Linked DNA regions of Mus musculus: region 2 is linked to region 1. Evidence: chromatin contacts called from public ChIA-PET data. All regions are on one chromosome and are shown on one strand. The core of a region is the stretch at or near the end of the contact, and the rest is flanking DNA. Distances in the headings are between cores, read along the strand shown.

Region 1 (2,887 bases), core at 268-2,767:
CCCTGGGCTGCTCGTACGCCAAGCTGGTGCTCTGCCAGCAGAGCCACAACTCAAGCCTCCCCTTCTCACCGCTATTCTTAGAAAAGAGGATAAGCCGAGCGCATTTGTGATGCTCCTAAAATAATCCAGGAGATAGTCAACTGCGCAGGACTCGGATCAAAGCAAGTGCAGTGAACCCGGGGGAGGGGAGAGGCTGGACTCTGGAATAGGTCGAGTTCCGTGATTGAGGTTTGGGAATAGATTAGAGGAAGTGCAGCCGTAGTCAAGTAGACAGGCCACGTGACTTCAAAGGACATCGAGGACAATGTTGGGGATACTGAGTGGAGCGGCTTGGGGTGAAGTGTAAAGATTTCAGGCTTGATATAGATATCTGTCTGTAGTATAAGAGAAGTCTGGACTGGCGACATAAATATGGGGCTTATGGTTCCTGGTATGACTGAAAGCTGTCAGACTGGAGGCATCTGAGCACTTTAAATCAGTGTGGTAGGCTAACATGGTAGCAACAGCGAAGTCCCAACATGTCATCACGGATGTAGGAGGATTGCGACTTCAAGGTCACCTTTGGCTACATAGCGCACACAAGATGAGACCAGCCTAGGTTACATGGAAAAACTGTAAAAAATAAATAAACCAATAAATAAAATAAGCATTAGAAGCCAAGCACTGAAGGGCTTAGGCCTGGAATCTCAGATATTAGGTAGAGGCCAGAGAGTCAGGCATTCAAGGGCAGTCTCCACCTCATAAGAACTCTGGGGCTGTCTTGGGCTACCTGAGACCCAAACCCACACAAAACAATTTTCAATGCCCCTGTCTCTGCCAGCTTCTCGGTCCCAGGCCAGTGTCTGCTGTGATAGGGTTCATTTTCTAGTTCTAAGCACCTAGCCCTTGTTCTTAAGCAGATCACCTAAAGCCTGTGGGTTAAACCAGAAACTGTGCTTTTTATCATCGTAAATCGTGGTGTGGCTTGACCGAGCTCAGGGGTTTTGAGGCTGACTGAGGGAACTTACATGTTCGTGGTCTAATTGTGGCTGGGGCTAAGCTGTCCTGAAGGTCTCCACATCTGGTTCTTGCCTAGCACATCTGCAGTGACCTCTAAGACCTCCATCTGTTGCAGACACAGGTGGTGTGGCTTTCAAAGATTGGGAATACAAACCCGTTTCTCAATGGGAGGAGTGCCGATGTCATAGGTTAAAAATAGCCTAAGAAATAGAAAGAGATCTTTCTTTGTTTTGATTTGTGTTTAGTTTGGGTAATGGGGTAAAGCCCAAGGCCCCACAAATACTAAGCAAGGGATCTGGTACTCTAAGCCACTCCTTTATTTTGTCATAAAGAAACACGAGCAAGGACCTTGCTCCAGTCATTTCCAAAGCCCCTGGGATCCCAGGGCCAGTGGAGGATTTGTGATATTGCTGGTTTCCAGCAGAGTCTCTAAATCTTCTGACCTTTTGTATCGTGTATCGCTTTGTAGTGGTTTAAATTATTCATGCTGTTTTGTTGAAAGCTAAGCATGTTGGCCACTGAGGGAAGGGGAGGAAGTGGAAGGCACAGTGCATTGTGGGAGGTTAGAGGCTCTTCGGCATTGCGATAGCTTAAGACTCTTGGTGAAGGGGTGTGTGTGTGTGTGTGTGTGTGTGTGTGTGTATGTTGATCAGACACAAGACAGACAGAGATGGTTGTTTATCAGTACTTCTCTGTTTACCTAGTCTCTGTTTACCTGTTTGTTTGTTGGTTTGTTTGTTAAGATATATGGAGTCATTATGTAGCCATGGCCAGTCTATAATTTGCCATGTAGCCCAGACTGGTCTTGAATTCACAGAGCTCTGCCTGCTTCTGTCTCTCGGTTGCTAGGATTAAAGGCACGCACCGTGATGTCCTGCTTTCTCTTTTCTATGTGTCTGTATGTATCATGTACAGCCATGTACATGCACACATGCATGTCTCCATGTATACGTGGGTGCATGTGATCTGCCTGCCTCTGCCTCCCTGTTGCTGGGATTAAAGGTGTACACCACCAAGCCCAGCACAAGTATCATTTAGATGGTTCTCCACCTTATTTATTGAAGTGGGTTCTCTTCACGGGACACAAGGCTTGCCAGTATGGTCTGTCTAGCTAGCTTGCTTCAGGATCCCCTGTCTCTATCTTAGGAGCCTAGGAATTACAGCCAGCGCACCCATAATTGTTATTACTAAATTTCTAGTATACAAAATACTGGATTTCATTATGACATTTTCAAATATATGTAACACATATGTTCGTATGCACACCCTCCCTGTCTGTACATTTATACAGACCTGTGCGTTTTATTTCTCTACCTTTCTGCTCCTTATAACAAGACACCCATAACGTCTCGGAGATGGGAGGAAATTGCTGATGAAATGGCCTTCTAATCTTCTTAAACCTAAAGGTCTTGCACAGAAAACACATTATTGATAAGAATGCGGAGCTAATTTCTAGCTACTGCAGAGTTGGCTGCTTATATGAATGGTGCAGCCCACCTTTGAAAATATTCTCTGTCTTAGTTACTTTTCAACTGCCAAGAAAGACACCATGACCAATGGAACCTATAAAAGAAAGCATTTAATTGGAGGCTTGCTTACAGTTTCAGAGCATTAGTCCTTAACCATCATGGCTGGGAATGTGGCGGCAGGCAGGCAGGCGGGCAGGTAGGCGGGCAGGCACCGGAGCAGTAACGGAGAGCTCACATCTGATTCACAAGAACTGAGACAAAGAAAAATGGCGTGGACTTTTGAAACCTCAAATCTGATCCACCCTCAGTGATACACCTCCTCCAATAAGGTCACACCTCATGATCCTTCCCAAACAATTTCATCCACTATGTAGGAGCCAAGAGTTCAAATATATGAGCCAATAGGGGGCGCTATTCTC
Region 2 (2,998 bases), core at 32-2,531, 330 kb before region 1:
ACATGGCTCAAGGAGCCCCTTCATGTTGATGAGCCCAGGGTCCAGCAGTGAGCGGTGGTGCCTCCGCAGCACCCGCTGAACCCCTAGTCTGCCCCACCAACTCTGAAATAGGAAACGTGTCTGTGTGTGTGTATGTATGTATGCCATGTTATTTATTGAAAAGAGTCTAGGTGCTCTCTGGTGTGGCTGCAGATTCTGCACAGGCTCGGCCTTTCTGGGTTGGGTGTGTACTTGGCTGGAAGACGGGTTTTTTGTTAAGTTTTTTCCTCTCATTGATGGGGGCTGAGACCAGTTTGTGCAACCTTGACACAACAGGTAAAGACAGGTGAAAAGAAATAAAAACGTTTTTATGTTCTTAAGTTCTTGGCTCAAATAACAAGGGGACTTGGGGGGATACAGTGTACTGGTTGAGCCCTTGTCTGCGAAGTGCAAAGCTTCAGGTACATTCCTTAGTACCATAAAAATTAATAATCCTTGCCCGGCATGGTGGACATCTGTAATCCCAGCACTGAGCAGGCAGAGGCAGGAGGATTGCTTTAAGTTTGAGCCCAGCCTATCTTCATAAATCCCTCAACCCCTGCCCCAACCCGTACCCAACAAACATGACAGAATGGACCCCACTCAGGCTGGAGTTAGAACCAGAACTTTATTATAACGCATACACTTTCTGACCTAGTGTCGATATACACATCTTAAAGGGGACCCTGCGGCTACTGACACGACAGTGTCCCTCTCTTCGTTAGCCTGTTTCCATCTAAGAAAGCAGCTACAGGGGACAGGACATGGGAGGGCGGCCACAGACAGCACGGCGGCATCCTTCGAACTAGCAGCAACAGCAGCGAGGACTGGATGTCCCAGCTGGAGCAGTCTAAACTCTTGACTGTGAATGAAGAGCTGTGCTGTGTGGGTGGTACCTGCTGTCTCCTATCTGCTGGGTCTTAGATCTTAGCCCAAACCCAACAGCACGCGGCATCCCATGGGGCCTCTGGGGAGGAGAGAAAAGATTGTTCTGGAGCATTGTAGCAGTTTATCTTTGGGCCTCGGGGTCTCCTTTTGGTGCTGTTGTGCAGACTTGCTCAGAACCGTGGTCTTCCAAGCGAGGAGCCTGACCGCCTGCACCTTTGCTGTCCGTTCCCAGCTACACCATTTCACCAACAGGGAGGCTCACGTTAATAAGCAGAAACCATGTGGCTGCCAGTCACAGGCGTGTACAGGAAAGGCCAGGGGCTTTGGCAACATCCTGGCTGTTCCCAGCCTCTAATGTGGTTGGAGGCTCGTGGGGCTGGCCCCCCCAGACAGCACTTGAAAGCCATGGCCCCGGCCACGTGGCTGTACGGAAACCCTAGCAAGGGTGGGCCCCAGTGACTTGGGCCTCTCCAACCTGGTTTCTTGGGAGGGAAGAGGGAGGAAGAGGCCCTCCTGGCCCCGCATTCTGACTTTACATTCCTGTCCTGGACTACTAGCACAGAGGACACACAGAATCCCAATTTATTTACAAAATATTAAAAAGTCGGTTGGCCATCTACATATTAACCCCCTCTGCTCTCCCACTTTATACATGCACTAGTTTGGGAAAAAAAAATAAAAAAACTTTTAAAAATAAGAGAAATGGTTACTGACTGCGTGGGAGTAATTTTTCACCCTCTGTCGACAAGTCCGCTCAGTGCGGCTTCTCTGGAGGTCCCAGGTGCTGGTGTCCTCTCCCTGGCCGACAGGGAACTCCAGACACACTTGGGGTCTGAGGTGCTGTGGGGCCCCTGCCCTGGGGAGGAAGCGCCAGCTTCTAGCAAAACTGCAATGGTGATGGGCGGGGAGGGTGGAGCCGGTGGTCCCACACACCAAGCACGGGAGGACTTTGAGCAGTGGGGGAAGGGTCTGCAGACCTGCTGGTCAAAATGATTTTGTACATCGTGGACCCGTGGGGCTGGGAGAGAGTCTGGAGAGCAGGCGCTGAGTGCGGGTTTAGTAGCTGAGTGTGGAGTCATCCCATTCCAGCTGTCGGGTGGCATTCTGGCCGTCTCCGGGGCCTCCTTCCTCCTCCTCACTGCTCTCAGACTCGGCACTGGTGATGTCTTCCTCTTCCTCCCCATCTTCGCTCTCCTCCTCCTCCTCCTCCTCTTCCTCCTCCTCACTGCTGTGCTGGTCCTCATATGTCTGGCAAAGAGACGACGGCGTAAATCTAGCCTGTAGCCCCATCGCCCAGTGTCTATCTACTAAAAGCCACAAAGGAAAACACAGCCAACCCCACAGTGACAGAAGGGCCTGAGTGGTACTGGGAGTCGCCTCGCCAAAGTGACCCGGCAGGTGACGCTCTCATTAGCAACATGGATACCACTCACATGGGATGGGGTGCTCAATGCAGAGGGGCGGAGCTTAGTCCTGTCATACCACGGACATCTTGGGGTAAAGAAGCCAAGAGCGTCAGTTGCCTGCCTATGCTACTCACGGAGGCCTTCAGCAAGGGCTTCCTCATCTGAAGGTGACCCCCCTAATCTAATCTCACTGACCCAACCTGCAAGCACATGACCAGGGTCTGGGTCTCCGTGGCGCTTTGTGGTTGGCCCTTCTGTGCCTACCTCCATGGGGTTGACGGTGATGGTCAAGGCAGAGTCATCCCAGTCCATCTCATTCTCCTTCCCCGTGTCCTGGTCCCGCATCGTTCGCTGATGTGCAGCCCGGATCCGAAACACCCCCAGGATGATCATGAAAACCAGGAAGCTGACACACACCACAATCACCACTGTCGCCGTGCTGGGGACAACTGCCATGGGGTTTGAAGACCAGACACACAGCTTTTGTGACGCTGCTTACACCCAAAGAGCTCCCCCCATCCCATCCCTCCTTGGCCTCCTCAACTACTCTAGGTAGGTCAAATGGAATGTGTCAGAGTGCTTCCTGACTCCTAAACCCTAGGAGGAAGCCCTAAGCCTGCCTTCGCTCACTGGCTGCTCTGTGGCAGTGGTGAGCGAGCTTCCTTGTGTAAGTGACAGCATTGGGG

Evidence for each region. ChIA-PET counts read pairs in DNA pulled down with a chosen protein or histone mark.
Region 2: a contact with region 1 is called in an RNA polymerase II ChIA-PET map of memory CD8 T cells, with 5 read pairs. The contact joins two enhancer-like sites. A contact is called at or near these places in 2 of 39 promoter capture datasets (cranial neural crest and hippocampal neurons), 1 of 484 Hi-C or Micro-C datasets (olfactory sensory neurons), 1 of 115 datasets of contacts at active chromatin or transcription factors (memory CD8 T cells) and 4 of 9 other capture datasets (adipose tissue, embryonic stem cells, liver and 1 more).

Annotation. Positions count from the first base shown.
Region 1 is chr4:149,321,136-149,324,022 of GRCm38.p6, reverse strand. No RefSeq gene overlaps it. Among named protein-coding and RNA genes, the nearest start is that of Ube4bos3, 12 kb to the left of the region's middle. Within about 2 kb of position 1,517, at least 32 of the 459 cell types and tissues checked have an H3K27ac peak or open chromatin away from gene starts, as enhancers often do. A contact at or near this core is called in memory CD8 T cells, where this site is marked.
Region 2 is chr4:149,646,529-149,649,526 of GRCm38.p6, reverse strand. It overlaps Clstn1 (calsyntenin 1), which reads right to left. Exons shown (of 19, transcript NM_023051.5): 18 at 2,577-2,761; 19 at 628-2,154. The coding sequence ends at 1,963. Pik3cd (phosphatidylinositol-4,5-bisphosphate 3-kinase catalytic subunit delta) reads left to right here. Exons shown (of 22, transcript NM_001164052.1): 22 at 1-359. Among named protein-coding and RNA genes, the nearest start is that of Mir7023, 7.5 kb to the left of the region's middle. Within about 2 kb of position 1,281, at least 56 of the 459 cell types and tissues checked have an H3K27ac peak or open chromatin away from gene starts, as enhancers often do. A contact at or near this core is called in memory CD8 T cells, where this site is marked.